Regions from separate parts of the Pan troglodytes genome. Here region 2 is linked to region 1. Evidence: chromatin contacts called from public HiChIP or PLAC-seq data. All regions are on one chromosome and are shown on one strand. The core of a region is the stretch at or near the end of the contact, and the rest is flanking DNA. Distances in the headings are between cores, read along the strand shown.

What was found. HiChIP or PLAC-seq counts read pairs in DNA pulled down with a chosen protein or histone mark.
Region 2: an H3K4me3 HiChIP or PLAC-seq map of stem cell-derived excitatory neurons shows a contact between it and region 1, with 4 times the contacts expected there. The contact joins the promoter of GRM4 here to the promoter of BAK1 in region 1.

The regions. Positions count from the first base shown.
Region 1 is chr5:39,458,328-39,464,883 of NHGRI_mPanTro3-v2.0_pri, reverse strand. It overlaps BAK1 (BCL2 antagonist/killer 1), which reads left to right and starts at 2,807. Exons shown (of 6, transcript XM_518407.8): 1 at 2,807-3,241; 2 at 5,638-5,738. The coding sequence starts at 5,669.
Region 2 is chr5:40,019,489-40,026,044 of NHGRI_mPanTro3-v2.0_pri, reverse strand. GRM4 (glutamate metabotropic receptor 4) reads left to right here and starts at 3,665. Exons shown (of 11, transcript XM_063812902.1): 1 at 3,665-3,746.

The DNA.
Region 1 (6,556 bases), core at 1,558-4,057:
CCTCTTAGCATCCAGGTTTTGTGTCCAGGTGGTAGCACAGACCCCACTAAGTCTATTTATTTATTTGTTTTTATTTTTATTTATTTATTTTTTTGAGACGGAGTCTCACTCTGTCGCCCAGGCTGGAGTGCAGTGGGCTATCTCGGCTCACTGCAAGTTCTGCCTCCTGGGTTCACGCCATTCTCCTGCCTCAGCCTCCCAAGCAGCTGGGACTATAGGCGCTTGCCACGGCGCCCAGCTAATTTTTTGTGTTTTTAGTAGAGACGGGGTTTCACCGTGTTAGCCAGGATGGTCTCGATCTCCTGACCTCGTGATCCACCCGCCTCGGCCTCCCAAAGTGCTGGGATTACAGGCGAGAGCCACCGGGCCTGGCCTTGTTTTTATTTTTATTTTTAATTTCTTGAGACGGAGTCTAGCTCTGTCGCCAGGCAGGAGTGCAGTGGCACAATCTCGGCTCACTGCAACCTCCGCCTCCCGGCTTCAAGCGATTCTCCTGCCTCAGCCTCCTGAGTAGCTGGGACTACGGGTACCCGCCACCATGCCTGGCTAATTTTTGTATTTTTAGTAGAGACAGGGTTTCACCATGTTGGCCAGGATGGTCTCGACTTCTTGACCTTGTGATCCACCTACCTTGGCTTCCCAAAGTGCTGGGATTACAGGCATGAGCCACTGCGCCCGGCCCTATTTTTATTTTATTTTTTTGAGATGGGGTTTCACTCTTGTCACCCAGGCTGGAGTGCAGTGGTACAATCTCAGCTCACTGCAACCTCCGCCTCCCGGGTTCAAGCAATTCTCCTGCCTCAACCTCCCGAGTAGCTGGGATTATAGGCGCACGCCACCACAACCGGCTTTATTTTATTTATTTATTATTATTATTATTAGTTTTTGAGATGGAGTTTCGCTCTTGTTGACCAGGCTGGAGTGCAATGGCGCAATCGCAGCTTACCACAACTTCGCCTTCCGGGTTCAAGCGATTCTCCTGCCTCAGCCTCCAGAGTAGCTGGGATTACAGGCATGCGCCACCACGCCTGGCTAATTTTGTATTTTTAATAGGGGTGGAGTTTCTCCACGTTGGTCAGGCTGGTCTCGAACTTCCAACCTCAGGTGATCAGCCAGTCTCGGCCTCCCAAAGTGCTGGGATTACAGGCATGAGCCACCGTGCCCGACCAATTTTTTTTTTTTTTGAGACGGAGTCTCATTCTGTCACCCAGGCTGGAGTGCAGTGGCGTGATCTCAGCTCACTGCAAGCTCCACCTCCTGAGTTCATGCCATTCTCCTGCCTCAGCCTCCCATGTAGCTGGGACTACAGGCGCCCGCCACGATGCCCGGCTAATTTTTTTGTATTTTTAGTAGAGACGGGGTTTCACCATGTTAGCCAGGATGGTCTCAATCTCCTGACCTCAGGTGATCCACCTGCCTCGGCCTCCCTTTTTTGTATTTTTAAAAGAGACGGGGTTTTGCCATCTTAGGCAAGCTGGTCTTGAACTCCTGACCTCAGGTGATCTGCCTGCCTCAGGCTCCCAAAGTGCTGGGATGGGATTACAGGCGTGAGCCACCGTGCCCGGCCTTTTTTTTTTTAGAGACAGACTCTCCCTCTGTTGCCCTGGTGCAATCATAGCTTACTGCAGCCTCGACCTCCTGGGCTCAAGCAATCCTCCCACCTCAGCCTCCCCAGTAGCTAAGACCACAGGCATACAACACCATGCCTTGCTAATTTTTTTTTTTTTTTTTTTTTTCGTATAAGCAGGGTATTGCTGTTGCCCAGGCTGGCCTGGAACTCCTGCACCTGGCCTCAAGCTATCCTCTTGCCTTGGCCTCCCAAATGGCTGGGATGGGATTCTAGGCGTGACACACTGCAGCTGGCTGCCTTTTTTGTTGTTGTTGAGACAAGGTCTTGCTCTGTTGCCCAGGGTGGAATGCAGTGGTGCAAACATGGCTCACTGCGGCCTCGACTTCCTGTGCTCAGGTGATCCTCCTGCCTCAGCCTCCTAGGTAGCTGGGACCACCAAATGCACAGGTGTGCACTACCATACCCAGCTAATTTCTAATTTTTTTTTGTAGAGACATGGTCTCACTTTGTTGCCCAGGCTGGTCTTGAACTCCTGGGCTCAAGCAATCCTCCCACCTCAGCCTTCCAAAGTGTTGGGATTACAGGCGTGAGCCACTGGGCCCAGCCTCTATTGAGTTTTAATCTCCGTTTACTTGACTATCACCTTCAGGATTTCAAACATCTAGAGACCACCAAGGTGCATGGTGCACAGGTCTGAATTGCAGGTTGAATCTCAATTTAGTATTAGTATTCCCCAATGCGACTACAGAACTGATTATTACTATTTATTTTTTTTGAGATGGAGTCTTGCATTGTCACCCGGGCTGGAGTGCAATGGCACAATCCTGGCTTACTGCAACCTCCACCTCCCAGGTTTAAGGGATTCTCCTGCCTCAGCCTTCCAGCTAGCTGGGATTACAGGCGCCCGCCACCACACCCAGCTAATTTTTTGTATTTTTAGTAAAGACGGGGTTTCACCATGTTAGCCAGAATGGTCTTGATCTCTTGACCTCATGATCTGCCCGCCTCAGCCTCCCAAGGTGCTGGGATTATAGGCGTGAGCCACCGCGCCTGGCCCAGAACTGATGATTAACCCAGCTGAGCCTCTGTTCATCTGAATGGGTATTGTCAACAGCACTCACTTACAAGAGTTGTTGAGAAGATCCAATGAGACAAATAGTTGCTAAAGTGCCAGGCATGCAGCAGTGCTTAAGAAACTTCTCACCCTGGGTTTTTTATTGGTATTGATTGATGTAGAGGTGGGGGAGAAGATCAAAGACAAGGATTGAGAATCAGGGATGGGAAAAGCAGTGGGCCACTGACAGCCGCTCTGCCTGCCTGGGAGGTGGGGTGGGGAAAGTGGGCGGGACATGCTCCTGGGCCTGGCCCACCCAGATCACCCCTACAGGCTGTCGGCCTGTGCGTCTGCATCCGGTGGCCACAGAGCAACTTCCTCTAGAGGGAGCTGATTGGAGCCGGGTGCCGCTGGCACCTCTATGATCACTGGAGTCTCGCGGGTCCCTCGGGCTGCACAGGGACAAGTAAAGGCTACATCCAGATGCCGGGAATGCACTGACGCCCATTCCTGGAAACTGGGCTCCCACTCAGCCCCTGGGAGCAGCAGCCGCCAGCCCCTCGGGACCTCCATCTCCACCCTGCTGAGCCACCTGGGTTGGGCCAGGATCCCGGCAGGTAAGCTGGAAGGGTCCTGTCCATCCTCCCAGATCTCAGCAGCCCCAGCCCCAGGGTGGGGCAGGGAGCCTGCCGGGAGCCGGGTGGGGAAGGGGAAGCTCAAGGCTTCCCTGGGCAGGTCTGCCGCCCCGGCTGGGGACCTGATCCTGCCATGCCTGCCTCTGGCTGCCCCTCACAGCTTCCCCTCTTGGCCCAGCCCTGGATGTCGGAGAACTGTAAGAACTGGGTCCTTTAACAGTCTGGGAGATGGGAGTGGAGGTCAGAGCCAAGGTCAAGGGCAGAGAGAGAACTTTCTCAGCGCTTGCTGCTGCCCAACATCCCTAGACTGGGTCCAGGGCCTGGCCAGGCATGTATCCTTGGGGAACATTCATCGGGGCCCAGCAAGCCCAGGAAGTTGGGGGTGGCTCCCCTCACCGGGAATTTAGGCCACTTGGATGGGGGAGGCAGAGCTAGGCCTGAGTCAGCATAGGTTGCTGGCCTTGGGGGGTGTTCTGAGGCTCTACCTGCTCCCCTCGGAAGCCTGGGGTGTTGGTAGAGGGAGATGGAGGTGCAGTCAGCATCCTCCAGCCCTACTGTCCTGGGGGTGCCGGGTCCTGGAGACTGGGGAAGAAGGAAGGCCATCTTATTTAAGGAGCTACGGGGGGTGGGAGGCAAGCAAAGCTCTTTTTTTTTGTTTTTTGAAATGGAGTCTCGCTCTGTTGCCCAGGCTGGAGTGCAGTGGCGCGATCTCGGCTGACCGCAACCTCCGCCTCCAAGGTTCAAGCGATTCTCCTGCCTCAGCCTCCCAAGTAGCTGGGACTACAGGCGCATGCCACCATGCCCAGCTAATTTTTGTAGTTTTAGTAGAGATGGGGTTTCATTATGTTGGCCAGGCTGGTCTTGAACTCCTGACCTCGTGGGCCACTATGTCCGGCTGCAAAGTTCTGTTTTAACAAGGCCTTGCCCCTAGAGGTGGAGGAGAGGAGGGTCTGCCTTCGCCGTGTCCCTGTCCGGCAGAGCGAGGAGGAGTGGGGAGCTGGGTGAGGGCACAGGTGGTCCAGCCCTCCTCCACCCCTTCTTGAGAGCTCTTGGGGCACTTTCGAAAACACTCCCAGGCCTAGCGGAAGGAGGGTGGGCGAAGGTCCCCAGGCCCTGGGCAGTGGGGGTGGGGCTGTGTGCTTGGCCCAGGGTGGGGCTGCACACCCCCTCCCTCTGGGATAAGAGGAGGGCGCTCTCCTTCTGAGGGCTGGAGGCTGCCTGGGGAAATGGGGCTCTGGGAGGGGTGCAAACTGAAAGTGAAACAGCTGACATCCAGGAAACACTCGCCCTGATGAGGGGTCACAGCAGGTTGGGGCTGCGGTCAGGCCCAGGCAAAGAGGAAAATTGGGGCTGGGGACAGAAGACCAGGTGTGTGGTGGGAGTATGAGGCAGGTTATGGGGCTTCAAAGAAGGCCCTGATCCTGAGGGCTCCCTCCAGTCACTGCAAGGCAGGAGTGGGGAAGGCACAGACAGGAGGTAAATAGGGAAAGTTGTCCTGAGAAAGAACACACTCTGAGGTCCACAAACTGGAAAAGAAATCTTGCATGCGTGTTGAGTACATGGACTCACAGAGATTCAGACAAACAACCTGACTTTCCGTGACTAACGATGTGACCTCGGGCACTCAACTCTTTGTGCCTCACTTTTCCTGCCTGTAAAGTGGGTATGATGGCGCTCACCCTGCTGGGTTCATGTGAGTTTCCAGTGTTCACCACCCACAGAGTGCTCCTAAGTGGGAGAGTATATCTTAGGCTCTCAGGAAATGTTTGCGGCTAACAGCCCAGAGTTAAAAAACAGGTGTGTTCTGGCCAGCCAGAGGGAAGTAGGGCCTCTGAGGGCAGCCTTCATGGGCCATTGGCTGGGCAGTGGCTCGCTTGCAATAAGCATGTGCTGGGTGGGCTGCAGGAGGCCCCAGGAACAGCTAAAAGCTAAAAACCCCCCAGGCTCTTGCCCCAGGAGTGGCATGAACTTGAGAGCCAGCGGGCACTGCTGCAGCCACACCCTCCTCGATGGTGCAGATACCTCAGTCTGCCCTTGGCTGCCTCACCTTCTTACCCTGTCTCCCTCGAAGAGGGAGTGTTCAGTAAGTTGTTTCCTCCCAGCAGACTTCACTGGGACCCATGCTGGAGTAAGAATAAAAAGTCCCAGAGGAGGCCAGGCACGGTGGCTCACACCTGTAATCCCAGCACTGTGGATGGCCGAGGCAGACTCACGAGGTCAGGAGTTTGAGACCGGCCTGGCCCAAGTCCCAGAGGACTAAGGGCCTTTCTGGGAATGGGGGATCCTCTCTCCTATGTGGACATGGCAACCTGTATGGGGTCCCCAGTCACAGGTCTGTGCTCACCCCCATCTCTGCTTTTTCTCGCCCTTCCCCGCAGGCTGATCCCGTCCTCCACTGAGACCTGAAAAATGGCTTCGGGGCAAGGCCCAGGTCCTCCCAGGCAGGAGTGCGGAGAGCCTGCCCTGCCCTCTGCTTCTGGTAAGGGTCTTCCTGCCCCCTCACCCATCCCATAACCATGAGTGCTGTCGTGAGGATGGAAGGAGCAGGACTCAGGCAGGCTCCTTCGCCTCGGTTCACCCACTGTGGGTGGGGAATACTCTTCCCCACCCACGGGCTCAGAGGCTGGAGCTGCTGTCAAGGTTAAGCCTGGGAGGGGGAGGAGTCTGGACTGGGGAGGGCCTGGAGGTTGGGAGAGGCCAGGAAGTGAGTGTAAGGTGGGCACAGTGCCACCGGGGCAGAGGGCGGGGTCACGGGCGAGGGAGGCAGGAAGTAGAGTGGGGCCTGGCTGCTGTATCCCTCCAGCGGGAGAAATAAGGAAGTAAGCTGGCCAATCACCCAGTCAGGTCTGCTCAACAGGGAACGCAATTATTGTGACTTGGGGAGGAAGTAAGATGGCTGCCCTCCTTCCCTCTTCCCAGGGGATAGCCAGGGAAGCCCCAGCTCACACCTCACGGCGGGCTGTTCCCTGGACTTGGGAATCAGGTCCCAGGTCTGTCACTATCTCCCTGTGTGACTTTTCTGGGCCGCAGCTACAATTTCAGATTTTGTTTCCCACATTTCCCTGCACGCAAAGGGCTGCGGAGCTGAGATGTACTAACGTAGACTCAGGACCCCAAATGCCCGGGACTGTCCCGGTTCCCCGGCTTGTTCTGGCTGTATGACCTTGCACACGTTACTCAGACACCCTGTGCCATTTTCCCCCTGCCAGCTGGGGATTGCCTGCTCCCAGGGCTACTGTGAGGACTCAATGCAAGTGCCGGAACAACTCTCCACACAGCATAAGCTCTAGGGGCGGC
Region 2 (6,556 bases), core at 2,416-4,915, 560 kb before region 1:
GGGCGAGCTGGCTTTATGGTTGGCTAAGGGATTCTTCCCGAGTCTCACTGCAGCCTGCCGACCAGGAGGCCACCTGTTACACTTTTGCCATCCAGTGCTGGAGGGAGACCAGCGGGTGGGGTGTTTCCCTAGCCTGGTGGGGTTTTGAGGTGGTAAGGGGGCTCTGTGGAAAGTGTCCCCTGGACAGGCTGTGAGATCTGGGGCAAGTGGAGTCACCTCACTGGGCCTCAGTTTCTCCCCTTGTTATATACTTGAACCAGGAGCAGTGGGGTGTGCAAATGAACATGCCACATGGGGGCATACGCCACGTGTGCGCGGATGTGTGAGGTTCCAGTGGCGCACCAGGGTGGGAGTAGCGCGCCCCTCTGCGTCCCTGTGCTTTGCTGTACTTTTCTGGGTGTGTGTTAGGGAGGCTATGTTCCTGACCCTCCCCCTCTGGGGTGAGAAGGGGTCCCCGCCATGTCCTCGGGGTAGGTGAGCTGGCACGCGCACGGGGAGGAGGAAGGGGGGGGCTTCCGGAAGAGGGCGCCGGTGGGGTGTGGTGGAAGGGGGAGCTGCCAGCAGGGCGGGTGTGGAGGGGTGGCGGAGCGCCGCGAGAGCCCTGGCCTTCCGGAGGTGGAGGTGTGGGGTAGGGGGTGGGCTCCAGGTGTTCTCTCTTTAAAAGGCCGGCAGAAGCGCCGTGAGCTTGGCCCGCACTTTCAGCGCAAACTTGCCGGATTGGTCTCGTGCCTCCTCGGGTGCAGCAGCGGTTGTGGGCGCCGGGGCAAGCGGCTGCGGCCCCCTCGCCCCCTTGCGCTTCCCGGCGCTCCCGCCCTCTCCCGCAGCCTCCCCTCTCAGCGCCTTCCTCGCTCTCTCGTCTCTCGCTCCCTCTCTCGCTCGCTCTCCAGCGCGCTCTCTAGCTCGCTCTCATTTTTTTTCCTGCTGCTGTTGCCGCTGTTGCGGCGCCGCCAGGCGCCCGTACCTCGGCCGGCTGCGCTCGCTGGTCGCTCCCGCTCCGCTCCCTTCCCAGCCCGGAGCTCTCGGCCAGACCCAGCTCCCCTTGCCGCCTCTCCCGCTCCTTCCGGCTCGGACGCCGGGCTCCGCCGCAGCAGGAGCAGGGGTTGCCGCCGATCTCCCTCTCGCTTGCTCGCTTGCCGGAGCAGCAGCCGAACGCCGCGCGCTTGGCGGCGGCTCCGGCCGGGCGGCCGCCAGCTCATCCTTGCTGCGTCCCGGACTCCGGGCGGCTCCGCGGCGCGCTGGGTCCGCAGCGTCAGCGCCGCCCGCCGCGGCCCGGGCTCCGGGCACCGCGAGAACCGTGCCTCCGGCCGTCGCCGGCCTGCGCCCCCGGGGCAGGCGGGCACGCAGCCGACCCCTCGCCGCGGCTTAAACCTTGCTGGCGCGCGGTGAGTTGTGGCCCGAGGGGGACGGACAGAGGGGACCGTGCCCTCCGGCCTCCTGGGGCGAGGGCTGCGGCGGGGACATCGGGGCTCGGGGAGGTGGCCTCCGGCGAGCTCCCGCGCTTGGAGTGCTCCGAGGAGAGCCGGCGCCCCCGGAGCCCTAGGGGCCGGAGGGCGCGGGACCTGAACTAGAGGGTCTCCCCTCGGGGCTAAGGCAGGCTTTCCGGGTGCCCCTGAGGGAGGCAATGGGGCAGAGGCTTTTTTGCGGGCCCGGTGGAAAGTACTGTCTCTGTATACAGGGGCTTCCACCGGATGGAGGGTCGTGCCAGCTTTCAGGTGGGGGCGGCGGCATTAGCGCATCCCCGTCTGCGGAGAGGCGGGACAGGCGGGTGCGCGGGGCATTATTTGCACCTCTTCCCGGCAGTCTCCCGGCGGGAGGGCACCCAGCCTCGCGCGCCTCGGCTCCTTTCCCAGGCACCGCGTCCAGCTCCCGTGCCCGCCCCAGCGCCGCCTTCGCCACCGGCCGGAGCCCGGCAACCGCTTGCCCGTGGCCTCGGCAGGTTGTGGGGGTCTCTAGGGTCTGGGGTCTCCCTGCAGCCCCAGGACTTCAGGGTCAGGCTCTCTCCGGACACTCGGGACCGTCCCTCCCTGGGACCGTGATGAACCTGCGCGTCTACGCGGCCGCCGGGCGAGCGGACCGGCAGTGGTCTCTGTGTGTGCATGTGTGTACGCGCATGTGTGCTGGGGGGTCCCCGCTCCGGGGTCGGTCTTCCCCGGCGCTCGCAGGTGGGAGGCGTCTCCTCCCCGCGCGGGGGCGGGGCCGAGAGGTGGAGGCCTCGACTGCGAGAGGCGCCCCCGCACCAGGGCGGTCTGAGGCTGTTTGTGCTGAGATGGGGCAGCAGCATCGGCGGCGGCAGGGAGTCCTGAGGCCCGAACGTACGAGCGCCCCCTGCCCCTAGGCCCTGAGTGACATCCCGCCCTCAGACTTTCAGTCCCTGTCGGAGGAGGCGCCTTGCTTCTTTCTCTCCTCTCCGCACCATTGCCGGCCCCTGGCGCGGGAGAACGCGGCCTTTCCGGACACCGACTGAGCTGGGCTTGCCTAGCTGGGTGCCCGAAGCCACGTGTCTCTCAGAGCGGTGGCTGCCCCTGTGTCAATCTGGCAGAAAGCCCGAAGTGACAGGGAGGGAGCGGCATGTATGTTCCCATCATAGTCCCTCGCCTTGTCCGTTCTGGGGTGAGTGGGGGCCTAGGGCAGGCGGGGAGACCAGTGCTCCCAGGGTCTCCATACGGAGCACCCCATCCCACACCCTGCCATTCTGCAGCGCTCAGCCTCCCGCCCCCGGGCCAGCCAATGGTGGACGTGAAGAATGCTCTCATACCCATCTTCCCACACTCCCGGGATGCGTCCTGGGCTAGCCCCACTTTCCCCCGGATCCCAATGGGATGCTGAGCCTCAGGCTCTGGTTCTGCATGCTCAGCAACTCAGAGCCCAGAAGGGCCTCAGGGCCTTCCGGCCTAAGGTAGGGGGAAGCTTTCATGAAGAAGGGAGGACTAGCAGGAGCCTTTTCGGAGGTGGCAGAACTTCCGCAGAGGCCTCTGGGTACTCTGGGGTGTGATCACCCATAGCGCAGGGGCCTCATCACCTCTTCTTGGCAGGCCCTGGGGACTGGTGAACCGGCTCTCGAAATGGGCCTGGCTGCGGTGGAGCGTGGAGGTTGGAGCCTTGTCCCCTCTCTCACTTCCTGGAGGGCTTCACCAGCCCTTAGTCAGATCCTGTCCTTGGGGTGGGGTGGGCGGGGGGCTTTGAGGATGGTGCCTCCAAGCCTCTGCTCAGCACTGGGCTGGGCGTGATGTCCGCTTGTGAATTGGGTGGCCACTGTCTTTATGTTCCTCCAACTTCTGTCCTTTTACACATAAGCTTTTGCCTACCTGCCAATACCTTCACACCTGTCAGGGACAAAAATACCTCAAAAGTTATCCCCCCCGCACCCCGCACCTTAGCCACTTCAGGGACTACCCTTTCCAGGGGCATCTGCATTTAAGAGAGACGGGAGAGGAAGATGGCAAGGCTTAACCCAAAGGAGTGCTCTACCCTACTCAAGCATTCTCAGGCATTTTCAGGAGCGAGATATATTGGTTGGGGGGGCAGCATGTAGCTCGTCACCAAGCACAGGTCCTGAGCAGGCGGAGGGGAGGCGGGAGCATGTCAGGAGTTGAGCTGCTTTCTGGGCCTCAGTGGCCTTGCGTAGGCCGCTCCTCCTCCCCCCCCCTCCCTCCTCCCCCAACCTGCGTCTGGGCGGCTTCATTCCGTTGGAGGCGTGACGTCTCTGAGAGGGAGCGCCTTGCACAGCGGCAGGCAGGCAGCCCGAGGTAGGTGAGAGAGCGAGCAAGCGAGCGATCGAGTGAGTGAAACTGGAACTGAGCAGTGTGCTAGCCAGAAGGGTCAGGGGGCCGGGTTCAGGCCTAGAAGGGCTCTGCAGCTCCCACTCACTTCCTGAGGGGTCCACAGTCCAGCGCCAGGATGTGTGGCCACACCCATCCCCGCCCTGCTGCGGGGGACAGCTGGCAGCAAAAGATGGGAGCAGAACCCACAGGCTCCTGAGCTGAATAATTACAGCCGATAGACGTGTCCTCTCTCCTAGACAAGTGTGGAGCCGGCAGCCTCTAATTACCACCCACCCCAAGATATCTGCCCACCCCACTGTCCTCCTCTGCTCGGTCTAGAACCCAACTTTTCAGTGGGCAGGCCGCACTGGCAGCCTGGACAGCTGGGCCTGCCGGCTGTTGGCTGGCAGGTTATCTCATTTCTGCAGAGTGGCGGCCGCCTTTGCCTCCTGAAGAAGGCATGTGGGGAGCTGGCATTGGAGCTCTGGCCCCACTCACTGGGGCTGCAGAAGAGCTGCTGGCTGTCTTGGCGGGCCTAAGGGGCTTGCACTGGTGGGCATGGGCCTGGAGCAGTGGACACCAGCTCTCTGTCACTCCCACTCAGACTGATGGCTCCTGGAAAGAACGGAGAGGGCTCATTTTCTTAAGTGTCACCTCTGCTGTAGTTAGCAGGGGACTATAAAAAATTAAGTTAGAGGGTTTTGCTGCCTTTGGTCCCTGTAGAGTGCAGGCTGCTTTTTCTTGGTCCTGCGAGCTGTCTATGTCTCTCCTCTCTCTGTGTACTGTCTCTGGCCTCCCTCTCCCTGCTGCCTCCCAGATGAACCTGAGGCTGGTAGTTCCTCCTTCACAACTAATTCCTTCTCCCTGCCTGCCCTGGGGGCTTCCGCCTTGGTTTCCCACTTCTCCCCTCCACCTGGCTTGCCTTGCCTGAGCCTGCTCCTGGAAGGGAGGCATGTCAATGGAACTTGCTTAGAAGAGATGAAGCCTGCTAGCTAGCAGCCAGCCCACCCCGCGGCCCTGCCCACCCCCGCCCCTCGACTGCAGGCCCGAGAGACTGTTCCAGTCTGTCCATGTTTCTCTTGGCTCCTTGGAAAAACGAGCACCACAAGGATAGTAAAAATCACCCCTTAAATTAAAGCTGATGACTCCTGTCGAAATGTTTTATTATTAACCTCACCATTTAGCAATCTCGTGGCAGCAGTGAGGCATCAATATATGTGTACACACGTATATTAAATAAATTGGGGAACGCAGTGCATAATGACATTATCTGGACCCCATTCAATTAAGGTAGTTATTATCTGTGGTAATTGGGAAATGCCAGCCCATAATGCCAGCCCATGCCATTTGGGGCCGAGCCATGCTGACAGGCAGGCCTTGGTGTCTAGCTAAGGCTCTCAGTTCTCCCGAGAAGGCACTGGTCGCCCATTGGTGGTGATGATGGTGAGTCCCAGGAGAGCCTGGGCAGCTGCCCTCCCTGGGCTGGGCCACCAGCATGGGAACCAGGAGGTCTGGGTTCCACCCAGTCCTTCACACTTGGCTCTCCCAGCCACCCCTCTGTTCCTTAGGGTGACACAAGCTAGCCCCTGGATCTATTTCCTGGTTAGGGGCATGACTTCTAGTAAAAACTCTGTCATTGCTACAGGGTTATTTTTAGGTTTAAATATAGAAATAAAGATTGGAGACTCAACCTGATTCCTAAGCTTGTGGAGGGTGATTGCTTCTCAGGTATCACTCACTGCCTCTTTTCAGTGCCTGACCTCGGTACAGCCGAGGGATGGAAGTCTCCCCACCAACCACAGTTATATTCATGCGGTGCAGTTTGGATGTTGATTGGGCTAAGCCAGTGGCCCCTGCTTTCCAGGGCAGTGCTGGGTTGTTGAGGGGACAGGAAGAGGGAGGAGAGAGGAAGAAGCGGTATTAGTGGCGAAGGCCAAAATAGTAACAGCTGCAAACAAAGACACTTGCCCACTTGGGTCTTGTGCTGGAAAACTAGAGATGGCGGCATGTAGGGATGGGGAGGAGAGGCCTGGGGGTCTGCATGGTTGGGGCCTGCTGGATGGAGGAGATCCAGGCAAGCATGAGCCTGGTGGCCGGTCCCCTGGCTCTGGGAGAGGAGGAAGGTAAGGGTATTTTCTAGGCTGAGCAGGGAGGCCCAAGGGCTGATGAGATGTGCTTGCCTTGTCGATGGGACTTGCTGCTGTGAGCTGCTGTGGCCTTTGCACGTGGCTGTCCTTCTAAGTCTCAGGTTTCTCTGGTGATGAGTCCCTGCCTGTGCTGTGCTCAAAGCCTTCTGTGGCCCCTCATTTCCCTGTCCACACTGTGGTCGATAAGGTCCTGTTGATCTTGTGTTCCAGGCCCTCTCTGACTTCATCGCATCAACCCTCTCCCCACTGCCCCCTGGTCACGTTGGCCTCCTTGCTCATTCTAGAACATCAAGTGCCAAGCCTGTGCCCACCTCAGGGCCTTTGCACTTGCTGTTCTTTCTCTTTGGAATCCTCTTCTCCCAGATGTTCACATGGCTCATGCCTTTACTGCTTTTACTCTAGGATCAAATGCCACTTCCCCAGAGAAGCCTTCCCTGATTATTCTTTTCTGAAAAAGCCCTTCTGGGTCATTCCCTGTCCCCTTACCTGCCTTATTTTTTTTCATATCACCTGATCCCCTGAAGTCCCAGCCATCTATGTGTTCAGGTATTTGTTGTTTGTCCTGTGCCCACCCGCTTTGGGACGTGGGCTCCAGAGGGCAGGCGTTTGTGTCTGTTTCACTCCCAGTGTTTCCCCAGTGCCCACCCA